2 separate regions of the Mus musculus genome follow, and region 1 is linked to region 2. Evidence: chromatin contacts called from public HiChIP or PLAC-seq data. All regions are on one chromosome and are shown on one strand. The core of a region is the stretch at or near the end of the contact, and the rest is flanking DNA. Distances in the headings are between cores, read along the strand shown.

What was found. HiChIP or PLAC-seq counts read pairs in DNA pulled down with a chosen protein or histone mark.
Region 1: an H3K27ac HiChIP or PLAC-seq map of bone marrow-derived dendritic cells shows a contact between it and region 2, with 10 times the contacts expected there. The contact joins the promoter of Zc3h12a here to the promoter of Cap1 in region 2. A contact is called at or near these places in 2 of 115 datasets of contacts at active chromatin or transcription factors (bone marrow-derived dendritic cells and memory CD8 T cells) and 2 of 9 other capture datasets (adipose tissue and liver).

The regions. Positions count from the first base shown.
Region 1 is chr4:125,126,400-125,132,106 of GRCm38.p6, forward strand. It overlaps Zc3h12a (zinc finger CCCH type containing 12A), which reads right to left and starts at 1,482. Exons shown (of 6, transcript NM_153159.2): 1 at 1,368-1,482; 2 at 207-683. The coding sequence starts at 649.
Region 2 is chr4:122,882,428-122,887,745 of GRCm38.p6, forward strand. It overlaps Cap1 (CAP, adenylate cyclase-associated protein 1 (yeast)), which reads right to left and starts at 3,649. Exons shown (of 13, transcript NM_001358035.1): 1 at 3,387-3,649.

The sequences.
Region 1 (5,707 bases), core at 232-2,731, 2.2 Mb after region 2:
CTCTTGGCAAGGATTTGAGCTGTTTTCCTTCTTATAGCATTGGAGAAACAGCCCTGAGGAAGTCTTTAAGGCTTAAGGGGTTCCTTCTGGCACATGGTGGGATCTCACAGACAGCTTTTGTGTTCCTTCACCAGTCCAAGAGAAAAGCCAAGCCCCCTTCCCAAAGGAAGAGCTACAGACACTATTCCACAGGTCTCCACACATACCTCATGGCCACATTGCTTCCGTCGATGACCACAGGTCTCAGGTCGCTGCCCTCTCTGTCCTCCTCTGGGAGTGAGGGTTCTAGAGTGGAAGGCTTGGGGGTGCTTCCACCCCGGGGCACCAGAGGGGGCTGGGGGCTGGGGGCCGTCAGGGCCTGGCATTCTCGTTCAGTAGCTGAGCCATGCTTCACCAATTCCCCTAGCACCGTGTTGGTGTCTGCTTGGACTCCCAGCTTCTGCAGGACACTGTGGATCTCAGAGGACGAGTACCCCAGTTTACGGAAAAAGTCCACCTTCATCTGCAGCTCGGAAGTAGGGGCCTCTTTAGCCACAGGATCCTGGTCTGGCTGAGGTCGACCCTGGCTGCTGTGTCTGTCCTCAAGACTCCACAGACTCATGGTGGGGTTGGATTCTTGGACAGGCTTCGTTCCACAAGGGTCACTCATATTTCACATTCTTGGAATGTGTCCATCACAGCTCCTATTGACCAGACCACAGGGTTAAGGGCAAGCAATGCCCAATATAGGTCTCTTTCAGACTCTCTTCCACAGAATGGGGCAACACGAACTGAGAAGACGCTATTCAAAGCCATTCTCACGTGTCAGCCCACGCTGTGCTCTCAAAGAGCTCTCAGCATTAGTTATTTTTACAAGAGGGAGACCGAGGCACAGGCAGTAAGCGTTTACTCAAGATCATCAACTCAAAGTTTGTGATACAAACATTTGAACTTGGTCTGACTCCACCCCCAAACCCCGTTCTGTTCCATGCCAACCCAAGGGACCCAAGAGGCAGGGGCGGGGCTCTCAGAAGGAAACTGGGGCTGGAAGTGCGCAGGGGACCCAGGGGCTTCCCCATTGTGGCCACCGCCTTCGTCTCCGAGTCTCATACTTCGGCTCAGGGACAGAGTTCTATTCTGGGAAGGACAAGTTTCCGGGGTGACCCACGGAGAGAAAAGTTGCTGGGCGACTCTGGTTGGCTACCGGGCCCGGTGACGCGAGGAGGTCCTGGCTAGAGCCCGGAGAACGCCGGGTGCCCCAAGACACCCCGTTCCACGCACCAGGGTGAACTCAGCGGGGTCCCAGCGATGGAGACACTGCCCGCGCGCGACCCTCCCGGAGTCAGACCCAACGCAGCGCAGCACCCGTTCCACCCGGTAGCACTCACCCCGCTGAGCGCCGGACGTCGTCTGTAAGGTGTCCATGGAGCCGAGTCTCGGGCTCTGACGGCACCTTCGTAGCCGCGACAGGCGGGCAGGTGCTTTAAGGGCAATGACGCGGAAGCCGGGCAGGGCCGCCGCCCCTTCCTGCTCCGCCTCCCTCCTGCCCCGCCCCACGGTAGGTCGGAGCCGGCTCCGCCCCGTTTCTGAACAAGTCCCGCCCCAGCATCTCTAGCCACGCCCCTGGCCACACGAAGTCTGGGCGGCTCCAGGCTTGTACCACCCGACTGCTTAACGCCGGCTCTGCAGAAGCAGGTTCCGTGCACCATGCAAAACCGGAATAGAACGGCCTCGCAGGTTCACTTCAACAACTTGACACGTCCACCGGCTTGGTCCAGGTTTCTAGTTGCACAAGTTGAGGCCACAGCCGGCAGAGATCCGGCCACTCCAGTTCAGTCACATAGGTTGTGAACTGAAGCCTGTTCAGCGATAGAGTCACACTCAGGACCAGGGACACTTTTCTTGAAGTAAATACCTTCCCAAGACAGGAGGGCTCCACCACCACAAGTTGCATAGTGGTGGAGGAAATGCCAGGAAAAGGAGGGACATTGACACCAATCGCCATGGGAGAGTCCGTGAAGAATGCTATCAAGCAGACTGCAAAAACTCATCTTGTCCCTTATCCTCAAGAGGTCAAGATCCCTCAGTCGAGCACAGCCCTGTACATTATCATCCTGGGGCTTAGATATTGGACAGATCCTTGTGCTCAGGGACCTTCTGTTTTCTTTGGCTTTTGTTGTTCTTTCTGACACAAGGTCAAGCTATGTAACCCATGCCGGCCTCAAACAGCCCAGTGGCCCCATCCATCAGGATCCTGTGTGCTGAGGTTATAGGTGTGAGTTATCATGCTTGCTCCATTTACCTCTGAGAAATGCAGGAAAAAGCTGAAGGGCCTCAGCCATGTAGATCAAGATAGGAGGTCCCAGCTGGGTGTGGTGGCGCACACCTTTAATCCCAGCACTTGGGAGGCAGAGGCAGGAGGATTTCTGAGTTCAAGGCCAGTCTGGTCTACAGAGTGAGTTCCAGGACAGCCAGGGCTACACAGAGAAACCCTGTCTTGGAAAAAAAAAATAGGAGCTCCCACTCTGTAGCACCAGGGACCACTATGAGCATTCTGGGGGACACTAGTGACTCAGGGCAGAGGGAAGGGAGCCTGGCTGTCAGTGTGCCTGCATGCATGCACGAATGCATGTGTGTGTGCTAGAGAAGAGAGAGGTGCCCAGGAGAGGGAGAAAGGGAACCCAGGACCTGCACACAGGAAGACAAAGTCTATTATGTCACCAGCATGCTTGCATATAGGGAAACTGAGGCTCAGGAAGCCAAAACACTCAAAAGTAAGAATTAATTACTGTGTGTCAATACTTCAGTCATATCTCACCTGTCTAAGCAAATGCAGTTGTCTTCTAAGGACATTGGCTGTTTTAATAAAATGGTTTTATAGTAAAAGATACCACCAACATAGCTACATACATTCAGTCTAAAAAGAGATAACAATAATTTTTATTGACTTTATTTAGTTTTTAATTACCGTATTGATGTGCATGGGAATTTTGTATGCATGCCTGGTGCCCCAGGAGGCCACAAGGGGCTTAGGACCCCTGGAACTGGAGTTACAGATGGTTGTGAGCTTCAACATGGGTGTCGGAAATCAAACCAGGATCCTCTGGAAGAGTGGCCAGTGATCTTAAACACTGAGTTCTCTCTTCAGCTCCCAACAATAATTTTTAAAGCTGCATCTCTGTTATCTTTTGCAGGTTTGTTTGTTTGTTTGTTTGTTTGTTTGTTTGTTTGTTTTTCGAGACAGGGTTTCTCTGTATAGCCCTGGCTGTCCTGGAACTCACTCTGTAGACCAGGCTGGCCTCAAACTCAGAAATCCACCTGCCTCTGCCTCCCAAGTTCTGGGATTAAAGGCGTGAGCCACCACTGCCTGGCTTTCACGTAATTTTGTATACCACGTACATGCTTGGAGCCCTGGGAGGTCAGATTCCCCCCAGAACTGGAGAATGGATTGTTGTGAGCTGCCATGTGGGAACTGAACCTGGGTTCTCTGTAGGAGCAACAAGTGTTCTAAGTGGCAATTTTTCCAGCCCTGTTTTGGTTTTAGAGACTGGGTCTTATGGATTCCAACCTAGCTTTGACTCACTATGTAGCAGAGGTTATCCTTGAATTTTAACCCCCCCACACACCTTCTGCATACTGTGGTGACAAGAATGTGCCACCCTGCCTGGCTTTCCAGGTATCTATTGTCTAACTTGAAAACTAGGTGCCAGCCGGGCATCGTGGTGCATGCCTTTAAACCCAGCACTTGGGAGGCAGAGGCAGGCAGATTTCTGAGTTCCAGGACAGCCTGGTCTACAGAGTGAGTTCCAGGACAGCCAGGGCTACACAGAGAAACTCTGTCTCGAAACAAAACAAAACAAAACAAAACAAAACAAAACAAAACAAAACAAAACAAAACAGAAAACAAGGTGCCTTTGAGGACTTTTGGGCGTCCCTATCACACCGCCTTCCCTGGTCTGGAGGAAGTTCTGTCTTGAATCTGTGCCAGCCATTCCCTCACATTGTCCCCTTGTGTTAACACTGCATTGTTTAGAGTTTTAGGTAACTAGAGTCCTATAAAGACATGGTCTCAGCCGGGTGTGGTGGTGCACGCCTTTAATCCCAGCACTTGGGAGGCAGAGGCAGGTGGATTTCTGAGTTCCAGGCCAGCCTGGTCTACAGAGTGAGTTCCAGGAGAGCTAGGGCTACACAGAAAAACCCTGTCTCGAAAAACAAAACAAAACAAAACAAAAAAAGACATGGTCTCCCTTTTCATACAGGCTTATGATGATAAAAGTCCGTGTCTGTTGCCTGCATACTATACTTTATTCTGAGACTCACAGAGATCCACCTGCCTCTGCTTCCCAAGTGCTGTGATAAAAGGCGTGGAACACACACACACACAGCAGCTTCCTTTCTTTTCTTATTTGCATAGTAATCCATCAACAGTGTCTTGCTAGCCCGGCGGTGGTGGCACACACCTTTAATCCCAGCACTAGGGAGGCAGCGGTAGGCGGATTTCTGAGTTCGAGGCCAGCCTGGTCTACAAAAGTGAGCTCCAGGACAGCCAGGGCTACACAGAGAAACCCTGTCTCGAAAAAAACAAAACAAAACAAAACAACAAAAAAACAAAAAACAAAAAACAAAAAAACAAACCAGTGTCTTGCTATGTAGATAAGATTTGATTCTAGCTTGTGATCCTCCTGTCTGTGTCCTGAGTCTTGGGATTACTGACCCACACCACCATGGCTTGCCCTCATATAGAGTTGAGAGTGTCACTAGAAGGATGAGAAGGGTAAAGTTAAGACCTGGAGTCGGTGGGGCTGGAAATTCTGCAGCCTTCCTTACTGCATCCATCTCCCTTGGATACCTGGTTGTGGAAGCTATGGGAGGCTGCAGGGAGGAAGAAGTACACGTGGCTGGTTGGTCTTGAGACTGGTGTCACCAAGACACATAGACATGTGATTGATTGGTGTCTGGCACTGGACGGTGGGAACAGAGAAGGAACCCAATGTGTCCTTGTTGAGTGCTAGCTCGTGACCGGTGCTAAACACGTGGCAAGCTCACGGTCAGTCCTGCTGAACTCAGTGTACTGTACCATCATCTCCTGCATCCCCTCTTGCATCTGGGCTCAGTGTTAGTGAGCATCATTCTCTATGGTAACCACCTTTCAGATGGTGGAAATATTAAGTGACACATCTGGGTTAAGAGCCACTGACCTGCCTGGGTCCTCTTCTGGTGAGGGGACTAGACAGGGATTCCACCAGTGTTCCCAGGCTCTGTGCTGTCCAGCACTTAACAGAGGCAGCTGGCAGGGCTAGCGATGAGTCATGCAGCAACCCGTAAGCCACAGTCTCCCTCTCTTCCGGTTTGTGATGATGATTCCTTCCTGAGACACCCTCTTCTGCAGAAAGCCCTGGCCATTCCTGAGAAACCATGCTCCGTTTACAACTGGGTTTTGCAAGCTCTGGCCCAGCTCCCAGGAGCCCTATAGATCTGTTGACCCCAAACCCATGTCCCATTCTGCCTTTTGCATGCCTATCTTGGGGACTAGGCTTCATAATTTCCTTCCTAGAGTTTTTCTGTTCTTTGTCACCTGGAGAAGGTCTAGAAACTTCTGGATCGTCACTCCTTAGGGCTAAGTGGGGAAGGCTGGCGAGGGAAAGTTTCTAGAAATGATCCTGGCTTGGGGATAACAAAAGAGCTGGATCTCTCTAGAGGCCTTAACAGTGACCCTCATGCCTTAGTT
Region 2 (5,318 bases), core at 2,399-4,898:
GTGGGTAGAGGTCAGAGGACAACTTGCAGGAGTCAGGCATGGGTAGAGGTCAGAGGACAACTTGTAGGAGTCAGTTCTCTCCTTCCACCATGTGAGTCCCAGGGATAGAACTCAAGGGCTGTGCTTAGCAGCAGGAGCCTTTATAGTATAAGCCATCTCCCCAGGCCACCTACAAAGTTTTCTTAAGCAGTTCTCCACCAGGAGAAATTCTTTCCTCCAGGAAACATTTAGCAATGTCTCAAGACATTTTTGGCTATCACGACTGAGGAAGTGCTACCAGCATCCAATGGATAGAGGACAGGGATGCTGCCAAGCATCTTACAGGACAGCCCAGAATGCCAACTGTGCCAAAGCTGAAAAAAAAAAAAAACTGGTCTAATATAAGAAGCATAAAGGGAGAACAAATGACTCACATAAAATGCTAATCTAAATTAGAAAGTCGAGTCTGAAAATTAATTTAGGCAAGTGTCTGAGTGGGGCTGTGCCACAGCTCGCTAGGAGACAAGGAAGCACAAGCCCTGGGTTCAACAGCGAACACTTCCAAAATGAAACAATACAACACAGCACAACACAACATGTAAAAGTCTAATTGTAGAGGACTGGTAAGCTGGAAAAAAAATTTAGACTTGGTTCTTTGGGATTATGAAGTCTGTGAGAATAATAGGCAAAAGGGTGAAAAATGATTTGTTTTCAAGACCTTTAAATGATTCACTATGGTACAGAGAAGCTGGAGTGCTAGGTACAGAAGACAAGTTAATACTAGATAAACTGATGATGATATTTAAAGAAATAATCACAACCATTGGTAAGATATAGTGTATAGTCCTCAGGTTTCAAATCTCAGCATTAAATTTCAAGCCAAAAGGTTTTACTTCCAATAACACTTTGTATTTGCTTGTTTAAGCAAAATGAACCTTGTACTTATAGTTTCTCAGAAAACCAAAATGAAGAAGTCATTCTTTTAAACCAGTCAGCCTATGATTAAAAACAACAACAACAACAAAAATTCATGCGCTACCATGAACATGGTTGAAAAAAGTTCTCCTCAGAAGGGAAACACTGCCTCCTCAAGGCCTGCTGCACTCAGAAAAGTCACCAGTACCTACCACTTGGTCTGCAGAGTTAAGTTAGACTTTAAAGTACTTTCATTGCTACCAATTTTATTAACCTTCTCTGCATCATTAATTATGCTCCGCTGACCTACAGAATATTTCTGCAAAGTAGGAAGTGTCCAGAAAGTTATGCGTGCTGAGCACTACAGCAACAACAGACAGTTACAAAATAAAATCCAAACACATTCAGACTAAGACATTCAAAGCCCCAAACAACCAGCCAGACACCCCACCCCGCTCCCAGCTCCTACCGAACTCCAGGCCTGAGTATTTCTCATAGCAGTACAGACCAAACCCTCTTCTGCCACACCTTTGCAATTTGCCCTGGCTAGACCTGGGGGCACTAATGCCCAGAAGGCTACAGATTTTTTTCTTTGTCACTTCACAATTTTATATCTCTTTCCAATGAACCTTTTATATTCCTTATCTGAATGGTACTGACAGTATCTTAGACCAGAACAGCAGCAATTTCCAGACTACAACTACTTCTTCACTCCCATAAATAACAAGCCTCCAGTTCCTTGGATTCCAGCCTTGATATCTGCCCTAGGCTTCAGCTCGTGATTCTCCTGCCTCAAACTCCAGGTGCTGACATGGCAGACACACACTATCACATATGGCCAAGACTGCTCAAATGCAACCCCTCTTGGTCATTTCCACTTCCCCTCTCCAGCTCAAGCCATGACACAGCAACAGCTTTTTAAGTACTGGTCTACTCCAGTGTCTGGTCCCTTCCCACTCTGCCAAGTGGGAAAACCCTTCAAAGTATCCCCATAGCTTCCAGGCTAAAATCCAAATTCTTTAGCATGCTTCCAAGGGCCTCCCTATTTGACTCCACAACCTCTCATTTTCTCCACTTCTCCAAGTAATACTGGAACCACAACACGGCTGACTAGTCACTTGGGTCTTTCTCATGCCTAGGTCTCTGCGCCTTTCCATCTAGTTCTGCCTAGAAATCCGTTTCCTAGGCTCATTATATGCCTAAGGAAATCTTGAAACACTAAGTCCCTCATTGTTGCCTAGAACTGTGGTTCAGATATTTCTCCTGTTCTCAGTAGCTCTGTGTTCACACAGTGCACACACTCAACCACCCTTGATTTGCCGGTTCCTCCCATACTGTACATATCACCAGAGAACAAGTGTATTCCTAGCCAGAAGGGCTAAGTGCCTAAGCTAAAATGTTTTCACACATACTGAGGTCCAATAAATGCTTGGCAGATGATGAACGTGCTGTTCTAACCCTGGATTTTCACTTCAAGGGAAAGCAGTACAAAGAGCTACAGCTGACAGTTCTGATACTAACTAACCTCTATCTAATATATTCTCTCTCTCTCTCTCTCTCTCTCTCTCTCTCTCTCTCACACACACACACACACACACACACACACACACCCTCTTGATCTTTCAAAACGCTTCTGACTCCCTTGCTGCGTCCTTCCACAGCACCCTCACCACATTTGTAACTATTTCTTAACTGTCTTTCACTGCTAACTCGATGGGGGCAATGACTAGACTTTTCAAAGCTGTATTCGATGACATTTTCCATGTTGCCAACACAGAATAAACACAGCGATCCTACGACCACAGGCACTTGGCAACTGTGCCAGACCCAACCTGAATCATCTGACTTCAGATCCAGAAGTGGACAGCACCTCCCATAAAGTTAGCTTGGATTGCGAGTGAACAGTGGCAGTCTAAGAGTAAGGGGAGCTCACTGAACGTAAACGCAGGGCTTACTAGCCTACCTTAAATTTAACAGGCATTCCAAATTTTTAACTTTTTTTTTTTTTTTAGTTCTACTACCAGATAGCCTTTAACCTGCAGCTGCCCAGATCGAAAGTTAGAGAGGTTCCAAGGAAAGGAAGGATCTAGGACTGGAAACCTCTCTCTAAAACCAGATTCTTTTCTTCTCCGAGATCAAGTTACCCATCCGAGTAATGGGAACAAGACCCGGTCAGGAGGAAATTCTAAGGTCTCCCAGGGTCCATTCAGTTGGTTAGGATGCCTTTAGGAATCAGGCCTCCGCGGAGGCTGATAGGCAGAGCTGCGAAATCAAGGAGAAAGTGGCTTCCCCAAGACCTCCTGGTTCAATCTGGTACCCCAGCCCCACCTCAAGAGACCGCACCCAGGAGCCCGGGATGGCCGAAGGGCCCAAACCCCGGCCTTTCAGCAAGACTCCTCAAACGCGCGTAGGCTAGCACAGCCTTTACTAACGGCCAGGACCCGGTGGGCCCCAAAGACCATCCCAATCCTTATCCAACCACCAACCCTCACCTTAAGAGTTCCGCCTCACCTCCGGACTGCGATCAGCCGCTCTCCACTTCCGGCAAGAACCGCCCAGCGGTCTTCGCGCGACCCACTTCCGGGCCCTCACTGGGCGCGGCACCCCCACCGGAAATGAACCACTGGCTGTAACGCTAGCCCGGGGGAGAGGAAGAAGTTTGGCCGCTCCGCTCGTGACTCCGCCCTCATTCCCCGCCACCGGAGAGAGAATCTGGCTTAGGAGCGTTTGGAAAAGGGCTCCGCCTCCAAGGGAGGTGGGGGAGGAAAACTCGGGGAAGGGGCGTGTCCACGGTTGGTCACGCCCCGAGGCCCAGACCAATAAGGAGCTGGAGTTCCTAACCAAGCCCCACCTCCTCAAAGGAAGACAGCTGAGTGGCTGCTTGTTTTGTCAATTTGTGCTCGGAGACTGAGGTCGTTACGTTTTTAGCCTCAGTCCGGAAGAGGTTCAGGGAACAACAGTGGGGCTAGAAGGCTCTGAGACCCAGTGTCTGGTGGTTGGGGGGACCGGGACCAAATTTCGCCCCTGGCTGGGCGTGCAAGCCTTGGTTTCCCTGTCTGTAGTACAGAAAAGCAATGGACTCGGTCGCGGAGGCTAATAGAGTAGGCTTTGAGCGTCTGGGCATGCTCGCCCTCGCTCGATTCCGAGGCTAGGGCTGGGAAGGTGGAGAAAATCTTCCACTCGCGCCCCACTTCCTGTTTGCTCTGTGCGTTTTGTGACCATAGATGGTCAGGTCCGTGGCTGTGCTTAAGCTTCCGCCTCAGGCTTCGGAGTTCTTCCTCCCACCCTGTAGGGTGTGGTCCCTGAAATGAAATGAGCAAAATTAAAGGAGATCTTGTCCCATTCCTTAAAAATCTTGCTTTTGAGGCTTCATCGCCCCAAGCTATGTATGCCCAGCTGGCTGCTAATGAGCCCGTGTGCGATTCAGAGCTGTAACTGCAGCCTGCAGGGCAGTCTTCGCCTCCCTGCTTCTTAGACGGGGGATCGCGTCTTTGTTTCCTCCGGACTTAACACTTTCCAACCGGTCATTATCCTCCCACAAAGATTTATTTCTAGAAAAAAAATTGGCGAGTGCTGTGCTATGGTTCCTACCCCTTCGACTGGATGACTGACAACTCCGCGTTCAAGTTGAATGCAGGTGTTATATGCCAGAGTCAATCATTCAACAAATACAGTTCATGTAATAATAGCTACCATTTACTGTGCGCTGACTACATGCCAGGCTTGTGCTGAGCGCTCAAACCATTTTCATTTAATCCTAATAGCAACTCTCTGCGGTAGGTACCATTACATCCTCGGAGCTTCAAATGAGGAAGCTGAATAACTTGCCAAGGTCACAAAGTAGATGTTGAAACTTTAAACAGAGCACGCATTTGACTGTCTTAGAACCAATGAATTTAATCATCCCCAGTGATAGATAGATCTGGGAACATTTGAGGCATTGGGTGCCTCTGGTTGTAGACGTAAGTTGTTCCATTCCTGACTCCGAGCCCTTTACTAGCGTCCCGACTTTGATCAAGGTGCTTTGGACAATTTACTGGCCTCCCCCAGTTTATGACTCCCAGTTTGTTTAAAACAGAAATGACAACATACCAAATTATGGCACAAAAATCATCCGTTTATAATATGTTCATTTCAGGGGCAGGTGTGGTAATGCTCACCTTTAGTTCCAGCACCCGGGAAGCAGAGGCAGGTTGATTTTGTGAGTTCAAGGCCAGCCTGGTCTACATAATGAGTTCCAGACACAGTGAGACCCTGCCTCAAACAAACAAATACATTTGGGCTGGAAAGATGACTCAACTGGAGAAAGACATCTGCTTCCAAATCCTGAGTTTGATTCCCCAACACCTACCTGACAGAAGGAGAGAAGACTTCAAAAAGTCATTCATGGTCCATGTGGGTTCAATCTCTCACACAACAAATAA